2 separate regions of the Danio rerio genome follow, and region 2 is linked to region 1. Evidence: chromatin contacts called from public Hi-C data. All regions are on one chromosome and are shown on one strand. The core of a region is the stretch at or near the end of the contact, and the rest is flanking DNA. Distances in the headings are between cores, read along the strand shown. Region 1 holds the start of LOC100151486. Region 2 overlaps LOC141380185 (a long non-coding RNA gene).

Region 1 (4,154 bases), core at 624-3,123:
TATTTTAAAAATCCCATTGTTATATATAAATATTAAGAATTAATAATATTTAATATTAGTATTTAATATTAATATACATATTTTACCTGAAGAAATTATTGATTTTTTTTTTTTTATTATTTAATGCATGCTTTAGTTATGTTACTAGTAGTTATAACATTTAAGTCTATAATAAAATATTTTCTGGCGGTTCATTCCACTGTGGCGACCCCGTAATTATAAAGGGACCAAGCCGAAAAATAAAATAAATGAATGGATGAATAAAATATTCATTCATTCATTTTCTTTTTGGCTTAGTCCCTTAATTAATCTAGGGTTGATTTAAGTTCATGTTCACTGTTTTTAGAGTGAATGTTTACAGGAGGGCTGGATGAGACTCTGTTAGACAGAGAGAATGAAAGAGAGAGAGAGGTGCTGTTTTAGAGCTCTGCTATAAACAGATTGTAATGGGTGGTCTGTGTTTTTGTGCACACACTGCTTCCTCAAGCTCCACTGTTTTTCTCCCGAACGCAGTGATGTTAAAATGTGAAGCAGTGTTGACCTCTGTTGGTCAAGAAGTAAACTGCATGTTCTGCACCAATACCAGTGTTTCTATGGGAAGGGTATAAACAAAGGTTGGAGCCAGCTCCAAATGGGCTGGTCCGATCTAAGTGGATGGGACTTGAGCTCCATGTGGGCTGTACAAACCTCCTGGAGTTTTCATTTATTTAATGTCTTGAATATGACACAAAGTCCAACCTGTTGTGTTTTACTAACGTCTACCCCAACCCTCACAGTAACCTATTGTGTTTTACTAACATCTACACCTCAACCCTTAAACCAACCTTATAGTAACCTTGTTTTTATTTATTTAATTCAACACCTATACCAAACCCAACCTCACAGTAACCTATTGTCTTTTTTTACGTCTAGTTACCAAAACACAAAACCCTACATGACTTCAACTGCAAAGTAGAGCAAACAGCAGACAAACTGACAGATTTTGTTTTAAGAACAACAAATAATAACTTGACTTCTAGTTGATCATTTGGTATCAGAAGTGGATTAAATGAAAGGCAAAAGCGTCTATATTATGATTATTTATGTACAGTATCGAATATAAAGTCATGGTGCAGTTGAAAAAGAATTAATATTATGACTCCCATGAGCTTGAAAAACTGCATCTATACATACTCAAATAACTTAATTAATAAAGTCATCTGGAATGACAAAGAAAGCGTTCTTGCAGGACTCCCAGAGTTCATTAAGATCCTTTGGATTCATCTTCAATGCCTCCTCCATCTTACCCCCCACATGCTCAATAATGTTTATCTCTGGTGACTGGACTGGCCAATCCTGGAGCAACTTGACATTCTTTGCTTTCAGGAACTTTAATGTGGAGGCTGAAGTATGAGAAGGGACGCTATCCTGCTGAAGAATTTGCCCTCTCCTGTGGTTTGTATTGTAATGGGCAGCACAAATGTCTTGATACCTCAGGCTGTTGATGTTGCCATCCACTTTGCAAATCTCTCGCACACCCAATGCTAAATGTAACCCCAAACCATGATTTTTCCTTCACCAAAATTTACTGATTTTTGTGAGAATCTTGAGTCCATGCGGGTTCCAATAGGTCCTCTGCAGTATTTGTGATAATTAGGATGCAGCTCAACAGATGATTCATCAGAAAATATATATACTTTCTGTCAATTTCCCAAATGATCAACTGGGATCAATGACAAGACTTTTAGCAAAGACAAGACAGGTAGCATAGATAGATAGATAAATAGATAGATGGATGGATGGATGGATGGATGGATGGATGGATGGATGGATGGATAGATAGATAGATAGATAGATAGATAGATAGATAGATAGATAGATAGATAGATAGATAGATAGATAGATAGATAGATAGATAGATAGATAGATAGATAGATAGATAGATAGATAGATAGATAGATAGATAGATAGATAGAAATGAACAGAAAGAAATATACAAATATACGAACAGACAAACAGAATAGAATAAAACGATTGGATGGAAATGAATTGACCCTCCTGTAATCCAGGATTACAGTGTGATGTGTGTTAGTCGTGCTGCACATCTCCTGCTGTGTTTACTGCCAGATGAAGTGTTTTAATCCAGCAAACAGCACAAATCACTCCTGTGACTCAAGAATGACCGTCTCACTCACAACACTGAATCCTGATGACAGAGCATCTACAACCGTGAGTATCTATCTATCTATCTATCTATCTATCTATCTATCTATCTATCTATCTATCTATCTATCTATCTATCTATCTATCTATCTATCTATCTATCTATCTATCTATCTATCTATCTATCTATCTACCTACCTACCTACCTACCTACCTACCTACCTATCTTTATCTATCTATCTATCTATCTATCTATCTATCTATCTATCTATCTATCTATCTATCTATCTATCTATCTATCTATCTATCTCAATTCATGTTTGTTTCTATAGCACTTTTGCAATGTAGATTGTGTCAAAGCATCTTAACATAGAAGTTGTAGTAAATTGAAGTTCAGTTTAGTTCAATTCAGTGTGGTATAATTTCACTGCTGAAAGTCCAAACACTGAAGAGCAAATCCATTGATGTGCAGCTCCACAAGTCCCAAACCAGTGGTGAAAGTGGCGAGGAACAAACTTCACTAATTGACGAAAGTGAAGGAAAAAAATTGAGAGAAACCAGGCTCACAACCAAATCTCCTCCGGTCAAACTTTCTGCTCAGAGCTGCAGTCTAGGTGCCGGAGGCTGGAGAACGCTGGACGTCCATCGTTGAGAAGCTGCAGATGTGAGTAGTATCTGTCTGTCTTTTTGTTCATATCCATCTATATATCTTTCTTTTTTCTATCTGTCTGTCAGTCAGTCTTTTTGAATGTTTTATAATGACATTCCCTGTATTTAACATTGTTCATAAATTCCTTCATAATTTTTTAAAAATAAGCAAGGAAATACTATAGACTTTACAAAACAAAAACCATGTAATGGACCAACAAGACTGTTTCAGGTCAGAGCTGTAGTTTATATCAGAGGTACTGATGAAACTCAACCCTACTTCAGCAGATACTTGAACGGTTACATGATCTGAGGGGCTCAGGTGAACAGCGGCGGCCCACCTCGTCTCACCGTCCAAAATCTGCAGACGAGTAAAACAAGTTAGGTCAATCCTATCATGACTTAGTGACATAAAAATGGGAAAAAAAACTGTAAGGTATATATATAATATTCATTCATAAATTTTCTTATCGGCTTAGTCCCTTTATTAATCTAGGGTAGCCACAGTGGAATGAACCGCCAACTTAGCTTAGCCAATTTACCTACCACATGTATTTGGGCTTGTATATATATAATATTCATTAATTAATTTTCTTATCGGCTTAGTCCCTTGATTAGGGTAGCCACAGTGGAATGAACCGCTAACTTAGCTTAACCAATTTACCTACCACATGTATTTGGACCTGTGTGGGAAACCGGAGCACCCAGAGGAATCCCACGCAAGCATGAGGAGAACATGCAAACTCTGCACAGAAATGCCAACTGACCCAGCTAGGGCTTGAACCCATGAGTTTCTTGCTGTGAGGCGAGTTTCTTGAGTGTGTGCTACCCATTGTGCCACTGTGCTGCCCCGGTATATTTTTAATATTACATATTATTTCTGCCTTTCTAACATTTATGTTCAGAACTCAACATATGCAGGTCAGAATGAGGTTTTACAGAGCTTTAGATCTAATCCCACTTTGTCTATCCGTCCTTCCTTTTCCTATTTGAAGATAGATGCAGAGCTCAACGAGGGTTTTTCAGTTTTATCCCTCTAGTAATATCCCAAACATAAAGAAATAAGCTGGTTTTAACCTTTGATCTTTGTTTCGTTAAATCTGTCATCCTCATGTAGATGGGTGGGATGTATAGATTGATGTGAGAGAGGAAACCGCACTCATGGGTGAAATCTTTTTTTCAATGCAAGGGAGATTACGAGCTTGATATTTCGATGTATAAAAGACTATCCCATAATGCGCCATTCTATGGGATCATACACTGGCATATCAGTTTCTTGAGTAAATCTACTCTGTCACCTTGTGGATGGCAGCACCTAACCCACATGCCCTCCATCACCCCAGGGTTAACTTCATAGTTGCAAG
Region 2 (4,128 bases), core at 697-3,196, 260 kb before region 1:
AGAGGAGAAACAGACACGAGACGACACGAGAGCAAAAAACTGATATTGACAGGAGAGGAGAGAGAAACAGGAAAAGAGACAAGTGAGGTGAGAAAACGCAAGACCGAAAATAGAAGATGCAAGGTACATCTTAGAAAAGAGATAAGAGGTAATCGTTGAAGACAAGATAAGAAGCAAACAGAAACAAAGTGATGGATATTTGAGAAAACAATAAATAAGGGACAGATGGAAGAAACGTAAATGAGACTAAATGAGAAACAACCTACTAGCGAATAAAAGCAAGATAAGCAGAGACAAGATAAAATATGAGAGAAACTGAGAACTTACACCACCAGACAAGACAATTAGATGAAGGTGTAGCAAAATAGCTGATAAAGACAGGAGATGAGAGAAAGAGTACAGAAAAAGATAAAAGTGAGGTGAGAAAACACAAGAACGGAATAGTTGAAGCAAGGTTTCAAGACAAGAGTGAACTATTAAAGACAAGATCAGAAGCAAGCAGAGATTGAAAGATATATGAACGAAATAAACTAAAAGGAGAAAGAGGAAATAAATTGAAATGAGATAAATGAGAATGAACCAACAAGAGACAAGAAACAAACAAGCTAAGAGACTAGATAAAATCAGAGAGAGAGAGAGAGAGAGATAGGACAGATGAAAAGGATAGTTCACCCCAAAAAAAATTATTTACTTGGTTCCAAATGCTTTAGAGTAGGGTTGGTTTAGTAGACAATGCCATCGTCCATCAAACATCATGTGACCAGACACACATACAGACACAGTCATGCTCTGAGTTCCAGCAATCAGCGGGCTCACTGAGCACAAAAACCCAGAGAGCAGTGCATATCGGACAGTTTATCAAGGATCAACCACTGGATCGTGTCTCACTATATTTGTTTAATGTGATATTTAATTAATCTTTTCTTTATCTTACGACTCTTTGGTCTTTTGAGTCTATCAGGTAAAGCATCACAGAATCAGTACACTGCTTCAATCTTTCGCTTTCACGCTTGTACTTAGTCATTTTAGCGAAAACCTCAGATATTGTTGGTTGGTAGCTGTTGGTTGTGCACCTTTTTACCAACCAAGTTTGTCGACGCCATTATAACGATACAGATCACTCTGCCTGTTCATGCCAGAGTACTGCAGAAAAGTGAATGACAGGTGGTAATTTGTGTGTAACTTATCTTTATTTATTTATGATTTGGTTATGGGTAAAACAAAAACCATGCGGGTCAGGTAGTTGAAACGGTAGGCAACAAATAATTAATTTGTTGTAAATTAATCAATTATTTATAAGCTGCCTACAACGATGATGCCATCGTCCATCTCAATGTTTCACATTAGACATCATACAATGCCAAATTGGACGACATTGCCCAACCCTACTTTTTTCTGTTCAACATGTTCTGAAGAAAGCTAAAAACCTGTAAATATGGACCTCCATAGAAGGAATACCAAATACTATGGATGTCAATGGTCACAGCTTGATAGTTTTGTTAAAAAATATTTCCTTTAATTTGCAACAGAAGAAAGAAACTCATAAAGGTTTGAAACAGGTAAGTAAATTATAACAAAATATTTAATTTTGAGCAAACTACCCCTTTAAGAAGAGATGAAAGGAGTTAAACACAGAGAAATACAGAAGAGGAGACGAAATGAGAGTAGAGGCTTCATCAGCTCATCGCTCATGTCAACAGGGAAGGCAGGACTTTAATCAGCACCAGATGATCAGCAGCCTAAAACGGCCAAGAGTGGACTGAGGAAGAAAGAGAGAGCGGGGAGCGAGCGAACACTAGCGAGAGAGAAAGAAAGGAAAGGATCCCTCCTTTTCCTCGACTAGACCTCCAAAAGGAACAAGCCAGCCCGTTTTCCCAGGAGCCCTGCGGATGTAGACGCTTTCTCCTGAAGTCACCACCTGAGAATGTCTGAGACCACGGCCCACACGGCACCTCGCGTGCGAAGGGAGCTGTGTGAGTGTGTTTGTGTGTCTGCTGCAGACGCAGAGGCCCAACACTGCACCTATGCCAGACGAGGAGAGCGAGAGAACTAGCCCTTTCCAACCAAACCACAGAGCCACAGAGTCTGGCAGTGGCTCCCGGCCAACAGAATAAGCGGAAGGAGGGTGAGAGTAGTGTAAAACAATGGACGAAGGCATAAAAACAGACTGTGTGTACTAGGAGACGGGGGAAAGGTGCTTGGGTGTGCGTTGGGGTTTGGGTGGGTGTGTTGATGGTTGTGTGAGCATGTGCTTGTGTTTACAAGCACTGTAAAACCCGACGCTAAGGCCAATGTTTTGATAGAAAAAAAGCTGTTAATTGCACATTTGGACAGTCATGCAGATGACTTAAAAGTTTCAGTTCTTATTCTTTTAAACAGAAGGTACAGAATGTCCTGTAATCAGACACAATGCAATTGGTTTCAATTGAAAATGTGAACGTGACCAATCAATAGATATTTTGTTTGGTTTTAAAAGGCAGTATTTTAGATCAGATTTCATTTTGAACAGGACTACTTGTAAGATAGTAGTCAAATTATCTGTGCTATCTAAAAAGGATATATCCCAATTCCAAAGGCACTTAGAAGTGAAAACAAAAATGACCACCATATTGAAGTGTAGTTCCAAACCAAAGTGTTTAAAACTGGCCACTTCGCTTTTCAGAATGAGGGATTTTGAAGGGTACAACTGATGGACACTTCAGGAGTTCATGATGCTTATTTTTTTTGGTCAATATTTATAACAATGAACATACAAAGGTAATAACAGAAAAAGAGGAGGCTACAGTAATGAAATGATAAAATAAAAGATATGACGCATCCATTTTCGCAGGAGAAAGGGCACAATAACTTCAAGGGTCAAGAATGACATTCATTTTTAAATTTAGGTGCAAATAGAAACAAATTACTCAAAAAAATAAGTTTAAGGCTTTAAAATAATGTTTTTTTTCATTGTATTATTTCTTGTTTCTTTTGATGTGTAAAGGCCACTGACCATTTTTATCTTAAAATGTGCAAAACGTAAGGAAGTTGACAGAATGACTATTTGGCTTTACAAATAAATGCAAGTATAGTATTTTTCTAGGTAAGTAATGTATTATTTTGAACAAAGTTATAAATAAAAACTTAAAGTTCTAAATACAATAATCAAAAATAAATGACAATTGAAAATACCCACAAACTTACTGTACACACAGGCTAAACACGAACATGAAAAAAATATCCTCAATTTGTATTTATTATTCTGGTTGTTTTTGTTTTTTTAACTAAATTCATAGTTTCCATTCCTTAATGATCTGCTTTTTTAAGAATATTATTTATAATTAAATGTAGTCCTTTCTTTAAAATTCTAGTGTTGTATTAAAACATGATCTACCAACACTATCTCACGGCAAATCGTAACTTTTTAATTTTAGTATAAATTAGTACGATCTCATTCATACAATTTAGTACGATTTCATCCCCCAATGAGGTTGGGTTTAGGGGCGGAGTTGCCACGCCTCCTTTATTAAAATTGTACATTTTCGTACAACTTAATTAGTACGAATTAGACACCAAACTGACAAAGTAAAAATAGTTATGCTTTCTCATTAGATCTGGCTGGATCTAATGTCTCATCTTTTCCACAGTATTCACAAGCTCCATTTCTGTGCTTTTCAATCAAGTATAAAGCGCCATTTAAACCTTTGTGCCTATTTCTTATAACTGTAATAACCCTCTCCTCTTTTCTATTCTGACCCCCAGATCTTATTTTGCCCACAAGTAGATTGTTTTTAAACAGATATCTCCCTTTACTTACCTCGTTTCACTGATTTGCCACATCTTCATGTTTTGTTCGTTAATAGCCACCTTAGCTTCTGACTTGCTAATATTTATGTGTATTTGTATTTGCTGCTTTTTCAATTCCAATATGTGTAGGGACCCATACCATCCTAACAATTAACTCTATTTGATTCATTCTGAACAACGGATGCAGTATTTTAAATAGTAAATCCTCTCTACAGCTGGAATGGCAATAATGTAAACTCATTACTACTGCACTTGAATCCGATGCAATCACCACTCTGTGGTCTACTCTCCTCTACCCATTGCAAAGCAATAATCATGGCTATCTTTTCACATGCATATACA

Evidence for each region. A called contact is a pair of places that touch in the nucleus more often than the background predicts.
Region 2: a Hi-C map of embryo shows a contact between it and region 1, with 2.5 times the contacts expected there. The contact joins the enhancer-like site here to the promoter of LOC100151486 in region 1. A contact is called at or near these places in 2 of 18 Hi-C or Micro-C datasets (caudal fin and embryo) and 1 of 4 datasets of contacts at active chromatin or transcription factors (caudal fin).

Annotation. Positions count from the first base shown.
Region 1 is chr22:12,633,007-12,637,160 of GRCz12tu, reverse strand. LOC100151486 reads left to right here and starts at 1,873. Exons shown (of 5, transcript XM_073937417.1): 1 at 1,873-2,208; 2 at 2,615-2,806.
Region 2 is chr22:12,893,764-12,897,891 of GRCz12tu, reverse strand. It overlaps LOC141380185 (a long non-coding RNA gene), which reads left to right. Exons shown (of 8, transcript XR_012397804.1): 8 at 1-3,079. Among named protein-coding and RNA genes, the nearest start is that of ahr2, 37 kb to the right of the region's middle. Within about 2 kb of position 1,946, at least 17 of the 62 cell types and tissues checked have an H3K27ac peak or open chromatin away from gene starts, as enhancers often do. A contact at or near this core is called in caudal fin, where this site is marked.